Regions from separate parts of the Rattus norvegicus genome. Here region 1 is linked to region 2. Evidence: chromatin contacts called from public Hi-C data. All regions are on one chromosome and are shown on one strand. Each heading gives the region's core, a stretch centred on a gene start, on an enhancer-like site or on the middle of the called end of the contact. The rest is flanking DNA. Distances are from core to core; before and after follow the strand shown.

The links. Hi-C and Micro-C count contacts between places; a contact is called where the count stands out from the background.
Region 1: a contact with region 2 is called in a Hi-C map of liver, with 3 times the contacts expected there. The contact joins two enhancer-like sites. A contact is called at or near these places in 2 of 12 Hi-C or Micro-C datasets (kidney and liver).

What each region holds. Positions count from the first base shown.
Region 1 is chr6:58,050,241-58,056,387 of GRCr8, forward strand. No RefSeq gene overlaps it. Among named protein-coding and RNA genes, the nearest start is that of Ahr, 54 kb to the left of the region's middle. Within about 2 kb of position 1,476, at least 8 of the 93 cell types and tissues checked have an H3K27ac peak or open chromatin away from gene starts, as enhancers often do. A contact at or near this core is called in liver, where this site is marked.
Region 2 is chr6:57,753,693-57,759,610 of GRCr8, forward strand. No RefSeq gene overlaps it. Among named protein-coding and RNA genes, the nearest start is that of Ahr, 240 kb to the right of the region's middle. Within about 2 kb of position 1,814, at least 3 of the 93 cell types and tissues checked have an H3K27ac peak or open chromatin away from gene starts, as enhancers often do. A contact at or near this core is called in liver, where this site is marked.

The sequences.
Region 1 (6,147 bases), core at 226-2,725, 300 kb after region 2:
GCCCAGCATAGTGTCATGTGCTTTGAACTCTCTGTACTGTGAGTTGTGCAAGGGAGGAAACCAGCAAATACATGAAATTTAGTGGCCAGCTAGACTAGACCCATAACTAACCTTCAGATTCAGTGAAAGTTCCTGTGTCAGAAAATAAAGGTCGGGATTGATCAGGAAAGGCACCCCACCTATAATCAACTTTGACCCTTCTCAAGTGCTCCCATATACATGTGTACATAGCTACATTAACAAGTACCTATGCCATACATTAAATACACACACACACACACACACACACACACACCATATACATTTGATTTCCCCATCCCATTAATTAAATATATTTTATGATCCAGGCACCCTGGTAGCTGCTTCTTCCATAATAAATGATCAAGACGTTCATAAAAAGGCATCAAACCATTAAGGAGCCCTGTTGAGAACATGAGAACAAGCCATTGTGTGTTTACTGGCTAGCTTTTTGTATCAATTTGACTCAAGCCAGAGTCATCAGATAGGAAGGAGATTCAGTTGAGGGAATGGCTTCATGAGGTCCATGTGTAAGGCATTTTCTCAATCAGTGATCAATAGGGGAGAGTCCAACCCACTGTGGGTGGTGCCAACCCTGGGCTGATAATCCTGGGTTCTATAAGAAACAGGGCCAAGCAAACCATGTGAAGCAAGCCACAAAGCAGCACCCCTCCATGACCTCTGCATCAGCTCCTACCTCTAGGATCCTGCCCTGTTTGAATTCCTTCAATAACGAACAGCAATATGGAAGTAGACGCCAAATAAACTCTTTCCCCAGCAGCTTGCTGTTCAGTCACGGTGTTTTGTCAGATCAATAGAAGCCCTGCCTAAGATAATATGGAAACTTGCTTCTTCTTCTGTGTGCAGAAGGAGAAAGGGTAAGGGATAGTCTGAGTAAGGACGTCAAAGCCCAAAAGCAGCAAACTTTGAATAAGTACATTCAACAGATGTGGAGATAAAAGAGTTAAGTGGGGCATATGTGGAAAAAAATAGTAGAGAAACTGAATGATATCCAACGTTTTGGTAAGATTCAGCCTGCGTTTCAAATGGGAGGCATACCACCTCTCTTTTCGAGTGTTTGCCTTGTTGTGCCTGGAGTTGAGATCTACAGAGATCAGTTTCCCCCGATGCTAAGAAACGTGGGCTGTGACAAAGCCTTGACACAACCCGCTGGATACATCAGACATCTCTATGGAAATGGAACTTCCTCACTGCTGATAACTTGGTACAGCAATTCTCATGGAATAAGGAAAGCACTGAGAGGGTGCCTGGATGACAATCTTAAAAAGGGATCATGGGGCAGTCATCTTGTTTTTAAATGATCGACCAGGTTACCTAAAGGTCTCCTGTTCACTGAAGTGTTCACGGGAGCTCAGCAAACATTGAGCAAGTAAGAACAGTCTGTCAATTATTTCCCAAGATCAGAAAGAGAAGTCCGCAGATGATTCACTGACTAGTTGGGTTTCTGTGTATCATTTCTACTCTACTGTTGCCAAGGAAACTTGGGCCATACTTCCTACCACACCGAGGCTACAAAAAGTACCAGCAAAAGCCACAGTAAAGTAGCTTCTCTGCTTTTTTTAAAAAAGAAAAAATTAAAAATGTCTGAGGGGCTAAATGTCAGTTACACAAAGGGAATTTAGTTTGATCTGAAAAATCATATCTACCCTGCTATGACACATTGGGAAACCACATAGTCTCTGTTTATCTTTCAACCTACCCATTTTCTCATACAGGGCGCTGCATATAAAGTGCCTAAGATTCCAGCAGAGGGTTTATTTTTCTTCATACAATCTGTTTTTACAATGCTAGTAGGGGCTGGTGAAATGGGTGCTAACCTCTGGCAAGACTCTGAATCCCAGTCATGCCAACCATCTGCCTTCCTCTCAGGGTGGTTGTGGCAGGGCAAGGTGAGGCAGGAAGAGGGAGGTTGATTGATTGGTCCCATAACATTGGTCCACCTTCCTTCCTGTAGCCTGTTGGCCGGTGCCTTTAACCAATCCTCTTCATCTATACCAAGTATTCATGAGATGGACCCTATCATCACAGTAGGTACTTTCCAGTGACTAAACACATAGCTGTTTTCTTCCACTGAGGACTTTGAATCAAGGTGAAGGTGATGCCTGGTAGAGAGGAGCAGGGTGCTAGGAGGGTAGTATGTTGGGATTACTGATTGCTATGGTAATGGAGACAATAAAACTGCTTTTTAGAATCCAGAAATAAGTTGAATTATGCTCCCCACTCCCTCCCCAATAACAGTAAGAGACGCTAAGGCTAAAGTGGTGGGTTAAGACAGAAGTTATCACATCCAAATGCCAATATTTGGAACAGAGAAGAAAACAGTTACTTTGATTTTACAACATGACACTTTAAGGAACTTCATTTTCTTGGCTCGGACAGCCCAATAGTATACTTTTACATGTTAATTTTGGCTGTTCTATTGGACTGAGTTCTATGCGAAGAAGTTCCTTATTTGTTCTCTCTCCAGACCAGGTGCTCTCTGATACACTGCACTGCCTCTCACTGTTTGTCTGACCTACCTAGGCTAGATAAAGTCCGCCAGGCTTTCATCTAGAGATGACTCAGTGAAGGGCAGAGCGGCTGCTTTCACAGTTGGGTTTCTTGGTCTTCTTTCCTCTTATCTTCATTTTCCCACAAAACAGTCTATTAGTAACTAAAGAATATCAATATTTGCTTCACCAGGATACTTCCAGCCTCCGGGGAAACTTGCATTTTAGTGTCACTTCAAACCAAGTCCTGAGGAGATTCAATTTTGATGTGTGTAGACTCTTACTTGTGAAATTTGTAAAGTATTACAGATGTAGATTTTTCTTCAATGATTTCTCTGTGAGGACTTCAATATAATAAATATTCAGTAAAATGGTTCAACTAATGAGCTTTATAGTCCAAAATATACAGGTACATGAACATTGTTTTAAAGGACTTTAAATAAAATACATGACTTTGACAAATGCTTGGCAAGTACCCTATGACCAAGCTACATCCCAGTCCTAAATCTACTTCTAAATCTTCAGCTTGAGTGATCGGGACTATTTAAACAGGAAGAGATAGCATGCGAATGTATGGAACTGATTCCAAACACTAGCTATGCTTATCCTGGAAACAGTCCTGATTCTGAGCTTTCTTTTGCTCTTTTAAAAATCAGATATAAAATTTACAAAGACACACAACAAGATGACTTTGCCCTTCTTTTCAAACCCAAATATTGAAGCTATTGTAGAAAATGTGTAACTGCTTTAGTCTCATGTATGTTGATATAGTCACATAAAGTCTTATCCAAGCAACAGACGGTCATTAAAAGCTACGGGTGGATAGAAACAAATCAGTACAAACAAGTAAGCCAGACAGAAGAAACTCTTAGCTGTAAAACATCAGAGTTGTTTTTTCTGGCTACATTGTGGTATTTCTAATTCCACTGCATCAGAAGATATACAAAATGAAATATTGTGGTTCTTGGAATGCGGTAAAGCTTTCTCTAGGGTTTTTTATATAACTTTTTACTGCCTCATGTATACAACCTTGTGCTAGAAGGAAAATAATGTCCCTGGGGAACTGCATTAAGTTTACTGTGAAAATTTTAAATAATAATTTTTGGGAAGTGAAGATAAGCGCCTCCCTAGAGTCGTTGCCAGCAGGAGAGATGGAGACACAGGGATTACTGGATGTCTCTTTTGCTGCTCCGTTGGTACATCCATTCCTCATCTGGATGGAGTCTATCAGGATGTGATGCCTGGCTAACAGACTGCTCTAGATGATCCGCCTACTCTTTCTCCTAAAAAGACATGAAGAAATTCAGAAGTTCCCTCAAGCCCGTTTGCCACAGTGGCTAAACCCCACTTAACTGTAAATAGTCTGTCACCAGCTATGAATATTTCTGTTAGCATTGCCCACACCAAGCAACAGACTCTTTACTCCTAGTTTTAACAAACTGAAATGAGCGACTCTAACCTTTCTTCCTCTCAGGCAACCTATGTAGTGTTAAGTGTGGGGAGAAAGCTGCATTCTCTGTAGTTTAGCTATCCTACAAAGAGCAGAAAAGTTCAATTGTCAAAGTTCTCACTAGGAAAATTCACCCCCAGAAGTGTCAATGTTTGTAGGAGATTTTTGTCGGTTCAAATAAAGATGCTAAGAAGAGTTTAAGGTATACAGAATGCCCAACCTGAATGGAATATTAATTTGTCTCTTAAAGTAAACCTCTTGGAATACTTACTGTCAATCTTAATGATAATTCCATTTGAAATTCTTAGAAAATACTTATTCTACTGTTAACACAATTTTATTCCTGGAAAAGGAAGATTATTGTTTAATCAAAATATGTGAGGTCTTATACATCCTGAATGATAAGAACTTTGGTGCTTTTCTCTTCCCATAACTCTTATCATAAAAATGCACAACAAGGGTAAGAGGAAATGTTTGAAGGAGATGGATACATTAATGGAGTGGACTTATGCTGATAATTTTATCAGTGTATGCTTATCTTCAAACATGCTAACATATATGCCGAAAATTGGAAAGTTTTGCCTAATTTACATGTTTATGTCAATCACATCTCAAAGTAAAACAGAGGTAATGGATATGATTAGATGTAAGTAGGGTCTATTTCTTTCTCTTTAGCAGTAGGAAATTGGTACTGCCAGGAGCCAAAGCCGAGTGATGAAGAGAAAAATGGAACAGATGCCTGCAGTAAGGAGGGCCATTGTGTTAGGACTAGGACTGTGCGTAGGACGTGATGAACAATCCTATAGATGTAGGAAGATGGCAAGCTTCAAAACCTATCCAAAGAGCACTTAGTAACTTTGCCAGGAATATCTCAGTAGCTTCTGAGTCTCTTTCAAGTACCACAGGACATCGTAGAAAAGTCAAGCAGAGGAAAGCATGTGTTTTGTCTATTTCATATTCTACAAGACCTCATATCACTAATGAACAGCACAATAATAGCTCACAAACTACTCCTAAATGTTATTTTCAAATGCTGTCACAACATGGACACTTTCAAAATCCAAAATCAGATGGTGCAGTTTTTACTTTTCAGGAGTAACTACACTACTACTCTTTCATGTCTCATATGCTGAGAGCTGTGAATTCTGGAGATAGGCATTGAGCCCAGAAACCAAAGAGTTGGAAATCTAGGAGTCGAAGGAATTATTGGGGCTAATCAGGAGTGCAAGATAGTTTGCAAATTAAATCCAAGTCACAAAATTGGAAACATGCATATCCATATATGGGCAGTTACAGACATGTTGAAATAGAATTTATATTATGATATTACATACTATTTAAAACTTCTTTCAGAGAGTGTATAATGATCTTTTATAAATGAAAACCATAGGCATGTTTAATTTTATTGGTGCAAATAATTATTATTGAACACTTAAGTATCTTTACCATGTCATCATTGTTTATGATATTTAGCTCAATTATTCTTAAGAATTAGGGCATAATGCGAATGCTTCACTACTTCTTTAAAAGGGGAACAAGAATACCCTTGGGAGTGAATAGGGAGGCAAGGTTTAGAACAGAAGCAGAAGGAACACCCATTCAGAGCCTGCCCCACATGTGGCCCATACATATACAGCCACCCAATGAGACAAGATGGATGAAGCAAAGAAGTGCAGGCCGACAGGAACTGGATGTAGATCTCTCCTGAGAGAAACAGCCAGAATACAGCAAATACAGAGGCGAATGCCAGCAGAAATCCACTGAACTGAGAACGGGACCCCTGTTGAAGGAATCAGAGAAAGGACTGAAAGAGTTTGAAGGAACTTGAGACCCCATATGAATAACAATGCCAAGCAACCAGAGCTTCCAGAGACTAAGCCACTACCCAAAGACTATACATGGACTGACCCTGGGCTCCAACCTCATAGGTAGCAATGAATAGCCTAGTAAGATCACCAGTGGAAGGGGAAGCCCTTGGTCCTGTGAAGACTGAACCCCCAGTAAACGGGATTGTTGGGGGAGGGCGGTAATGGGGTGAGAATGAGAAGGGGAAAACCCATAGAGAAGGGGAGGGGGAGGGTTAGGGAAACTGGGAAAGGGATTAACAATCGAAATGTAAATAAGAAATACCAAAGTTAATAAAGATGAAAAAAAAAAGAATTAGGGCAT
Region 2 (5,918 bases), core at 564-3,063:
GGCAAGCTCACCACAAGAAAACCTAGAGTCAACTGACCTGGGCCAGTGAGGGCTCAAAAAGACTGAACCACCAACCAGAACACATGCAGGGGCTGAACCTGCCCATAGCGGATGTTCAGCTTGGTCTTCGGGTGGGTCTCCCAACAATTGGAGTGGGGCTGTCTGTGACTCTGTTGGCTGCCACTAGATCTCCTTTCCTGGACTTCTTTGTTGGGCCTCAGTGGGGGAGGAGTTGCTTGGCCTTGCTGGGATTGGATGTCCCAGGTGGTACCTAACAGATGCTCCCCCTTCTCTGAGGAGAGGGGACACAGTAGTAGGGGGAGGGATCTGTGTGGGCTGGACTGGGAGGAGAGGAGAGAGGGGACTCTAGTTGGGATGTAATATGAATAAAAAAATAAATCATGAAAAGAAAATGGAATATTAGAAGAAAAAATCATATAGAAAACTCATTTAAAAGCACCAACAGAAACAGAAAAGTAACATTGAAATCATCTTAAAACCTCATCTCCTACATGAATGCTTGCCACCCGAACTCAGATTCTCACCCTTGTTCAACAGGCCCTTCACCCCTGAGGCCCCCAAACCACCTCCTGTGTTCCATCCCTTGTTCAGATGAATATTACTTCTGCTTCATAGAACACAGTTTCATTAACAGAAGTCATTCTTGCTTATTGTTTGCATATTTAATTGGAGATTAGTTGCTCGAGTAAAAATATGACAGGGCTTTTGGGGATTTTAGTTTCAGATAGTGTTTACAAAAAGGTAATGACAGAAAAGGCAATTGCATATTAAAAAGATGGAGGACTGTCCCTACAAGTGTTAATGTGCACGCTCTTCACTTTTGGCTTTGTCTAAAAACTCGACTTTTTCTTTTCTGCTAGCCTCTTTCACTCCCTTCTAAGATTTACTCAAATTACAGTCCTCCTATCAGTTCCTTGCAAGTAACCCAGTATTGTTTTGGGAAAACACACATGTATACACACACGATATATGTATATATACATATATATACACACATATATATATTATATACATACATACATACATACACACACACACACACACACACACACACACACACACACACACACGTATTATATATATGATCTGACAGCACCTTTGTCCCTACAGCCATCAAGCAGACTTTGAGTGATGACTTTGGTGTTTATGAGGTGCAAAAGGTTTGCACCTGCAAGGGGTCCTCACACAGCATTGCTAGTAGACTTGGGGGTGTCCCCTTTATCTTTGACTCTAGGTTCAGTTTTGTTTTCTCTTTCAAATGAGTGGGAACTTGGGATCAGTTTGTGACAGGCTTCTACTGGGAGTTCCCTGAAAATTCTGGCATCCTTTTAAACTCTTGAGCTTCCCTTCCCCGGGCTCCCACAGTGGCTTCAGCTACTCAGCACCCGAAAGGCTGTCTCTTTTTCACATCTCATAGCATCTCTCTCATCCCATCATGTTCTTGAATCCAGTTTGCCACGATGCCTCATCCTTTTCTGTCTCCATAATGAACCAAACTCACTAAGGGTTTTCCATTGGGGATTTTTCGGTTTTTCTTTTCCATTTATTTTTAGTCTACTGTAGTGCTATTAAATCCAGACTTCCTCCCAGTTAATCCAGAGTTCTGTGGATTATCTCATCCTATCCAAACACACTTGCCAAGTATACAGTCTTCCTCTTGGCATGGGTCAATCCCCCTGATCTTTTATGAGCCGCACTGAGACCTTTGAAGTACAAGTCCCTCTCCCCACTGCTGGCAGCTGGCAGATGAACAGCAGCCTGAGGCAGATGAGGGGGGATGGGCAGGCATCATTGCCAGAAAACCATGGCATGATAAACAATGCAGAATACCTTGCCAAAGCCTTTGCTCATTACTGTTCAGCTTTGTTTTGGGGTAAGCTATTGAAAGAAGCTTCACTGGTAAAACACAAATATGTGAGCCCAGAATCATTTTGCTATCAGAGTATGAAAGCCATTTTTATAAGGAAATCACTGTCACTGTAGATATCCTTTCAGCTGGGAGAATTTACTTACTCTGACTCTTTTTTTTCTTTTTTCTTTTTTTTCGGAGCTGGGGAACGAACCCAGGGCCTTGCGCTTGCTAGGCAAGCGCTCTACCACTGAGCTAAATCCCCAACCGCTCTGACTCTTGAAAATTAACGTGGACACGTCTGCACTGAGCACAACCAACACAGTGGATCTTGCCAGAAGTATACAGAACTAAACGGCCATTTCCAAGCAGTATGGACTGCATAGAAGATAGACTATATAGAAAGGAGACACCATATCTGAGGTCAAAATGTCTGAAATTACCTTTGTGTAGAGTATTGAGTTAGTTTAGATTGATCAATAGCCAAGTGCTAAGCAACAATGTAAAGGCCCAAAGGAAGCCAGTAAGATCTGATTGGGACCCTCTGTACAGATGACTAATGCCCTCGCTCATGTTTATGGTGCCTGGATGAGCAATTGATATGGGAATTAGCATAGGATGATCAGAAGTTTCTTTGTTAACTTTGCAGCTCACAGATAGGCTTAATTTTGCTGCATAGGGGAATCAAAAGGTTGCTGGGAAAAATATTTGCATAAAAACACTACTTAAACTGTTTTCTATCCCTAAACTAGTGTTCAAGAATTGATCACTAAAGAATACCGTGACCTGGTCAGTCATTGGTTAATACATGAAAGAACACATTTCAAATTGCCCAACGTTTGCTATTCAAATATTAGACTCTCCTGCTGGAAGGCTGTTTTAGTAGCACAGTTTGTCTTTTATGTGGCAAGCAAGGGATGTTTGCCACTTCAAAGGACAGAGCAGGCATTTCTGGGAGCCTACATTTTGCCTGTTGTTGATGAAGACTTTGTTTAGTTTTAAGCACTTGAACTGTGGGAAGGTTTTGTGTGAGATTTGCTTTCATTGGAAGACTACGTTGTTTTACTGAATTGCTAACTTTTAAATCAATTTTCAGTAGACATAAAGACATAGGATGGAGTGTTGTCATTTTTATTGTGAATGCTCAATTCAAATTATTTAATTTGTCTTGCAAAAAAAATTTTACATGGTTAAATTTTTATGTCTTTAAATTTAGTGTCTTGATGTCTGATGTGATGGTAAATGGTTGTAGCACTTTTGGAAACTGAAGAGTTCAAGGCCATCCTGGGTGACAGAAGACCTTGTTTTAAAACCAAAAACAAACACTCTAACAAGAAAGAAAAATGTAATTAATAGTTGGGGTACAGAATTAAACAGAGAATTCTTAACAGAGGAATCTTGAATGGCCAAGAGGCACTTAAAGAAATGTTCAAAGTCCTTAGTCATCAGGGAAATGCAAACCAAAAGCAACTCTGAGAATCCATCTTATAACCATCAGAATGGCTAAGATAAAAAACTCAAAAAAACTGGGAATATTTCTACCTCAAGACCCAGCTATACCACTCTTTGGCATATACTCAAAAGATGCTCAAACCTCTTACAAAGACACTTGCTCAACTATGGTCATAGCAGCTTTATTAGTAATAGGCAGAAGCTGGGTTCAAACTATATGATCCTCAACTGAAGAACGGACACAGAAAATGTGGTACCTCTACACAATGGAATACTATGCAGCTATAAAAACTAAGAACCAGGAAGTTTTCAGGCAAATGGATGGTACTTGAGAATATCAAGTGAGTCTCAAACACTTGAAAATGTGGTTCCAATTGTTGGTGCTCTTTCAGTAGAGCACCAACTAAGAGGTGTGGCCTTGTTGAAGGAGGTGGGTCACTGAGGCTGGGCTTAGGGGTTATGACATTCTCAATTTGCTCGCTGTATAATGCTTGAAATTTGAAGTGTGAGCTTTCAGATCCAAGCTTCCAGATCCCATCTGCCATTTTATCTTCTATTAAGGTGGAATATTTACCTAAGCTACTGTTTATGTGACTAACTCTGTAAAGACTTTTAAGATTCCTGTACATTTCCTTTTTTATTGGATAGTTTACGTATTTACACCCCTTTCCCAGTTCCCTTCTCTCCCATCTCTCCTCCCCTTGCTTCTGCGAGGGTGCTCCCCCTCCCCACCCACCCACTCCCACCTCAACACCCTGGCATTCCCCTACACTGGGAAAAAGAGCCTTCACAGGACCTGGGACTTTGCCTTCTATCGATGCCAGACAATGCCATCCTCTGCTACATAGGCAGCTGGAGTCAGGGGTCCCCCCATGTGTACTCTTTGGTTGTTGGTTTAGTCCCTGGGAACTCTGAGGGGTCCGGTTAGTTGACATTGTCATTCTTCCTATGGGATTGCAAACCCCTTCAGCTACTTCAGGCCTTTAACTCTTCCATTGGGGTCCCTGTGCTCAGTTTAATGGTTAGCTTCGAGCATCTGCATCCATCTCCTTATTTAGCAGGCTCTGGCAGAGACTCTCAGGAGACATCCATGTCAGATTCCTGTCAGAAGCCCTTTTTGGCATCAGCAATAGTGGCTAGGTTTGGTGGCTGCATATGGGATGGATCCCTGGTGGGGCAGTCTCTGGATGGCATTTCCTTCAGTCCCTGCATTTATTTACTCTGAGTATTTTGTTTCCCCTTCTAAGAAGGACTGATATTTCTTCTTCTTGATATGGTCTGTGAATTGTACCTTGGGTACTCCAAGCTTTTAGGCTAATATCCACTGATCGGTGAGTGTGTATCATATGTGTTCTTTTGCAAGTGGATTACATCACTCAGGATGTTTTCTAGTTCCATTCATTTGCCTAGGAATGTCATGAAGTCATTGTTTTTGATAGCTGAGTAATACTCCACTGTGTAAATGTATCACATTTTCTGTAACCATTCCTCTGTTGAAGGACATCTGGGTTCTTTCCAGCTTCTGGCTATTATAAATAAGGCTTCTATGTACAGAATAGAGCATGTGTCCTTGTTATATGTTGGAGCATCTTTTGGGTATATGCCCAGGAGTGGTGTAGCTGGGTCCTCAGGTAGCACTATGTTCAATTTTCTGAGAAGCTGCCAGATTGATTTCCAGAGTAGTTGTACCAGCTTACAATCCCACCAACAATGGAGGAGTGTTCCTCTTTCTCCTCCACATCCTCACCAACATTTCTTTCAAAGTCATTTCCTTATAGATTTTTTTCTGTCTTATCTTGTGTGTGTGTGTGTGTGTGTGTGTGTGTGTGTGTGTGTGTGAAATAGCTACTGCTAACATCATGAAGAAGAGTTGATCTCTCATCTATTTTATCTTATGTCCATTGATTAACCAACCTTATGAAATCTCGTATGTTTTCAGTTAATAATCTTAGTGTTTTTGGGGGGGAGAATATTACATACCTCATTTTCAATTTTGAAAACTTCAGCATCTACCTTTGATTTTATTAAGTTAATGGAAACTCCAGGATGTATTCTAAACATTAGTGAGGATTGTGGATACCAGAAGCAGTTACTGAGTTTACTCAATGGGAGAATGTTCTTCATTTTGCCTTTAAAAAAGGCTTTTATTTTATACCCTAACTAATCCTTCTCCTCAGGGCTCATGGAACCCTGCAGGAGAGAAGACAGAAATATTGTAAGAGCAGGTGGGGATGAAGACAGCAAAGAAACCAGGCCTTCTAGACATAGCAGGACTGGTGCACAGGAACTCACAGAGGCTGTGATACTAAGTCAGATGGGTCCCAGCACTGAGAGGGCAAGAAAACACAACCAGAAACTCCCTCCAGTGATAACTCCCCACAAAGGAAAAGACATTTTTCTCCAAGGAAGTTTGACTGGATACACAAACCACACTTAAAAGCAGGCCCCACGCTCAGCAGTAGGTGGCCAACACAAAAGGAATTTAATGATATTTTTGAACGTTTTTAATCTCACAATGCTTTGTCTGGGCTTTTCCCCCACTCCTTACAAATTTTGTTTATGTGTTTTTTCTCTGTGCTATGTGTGTCTCTGTGTC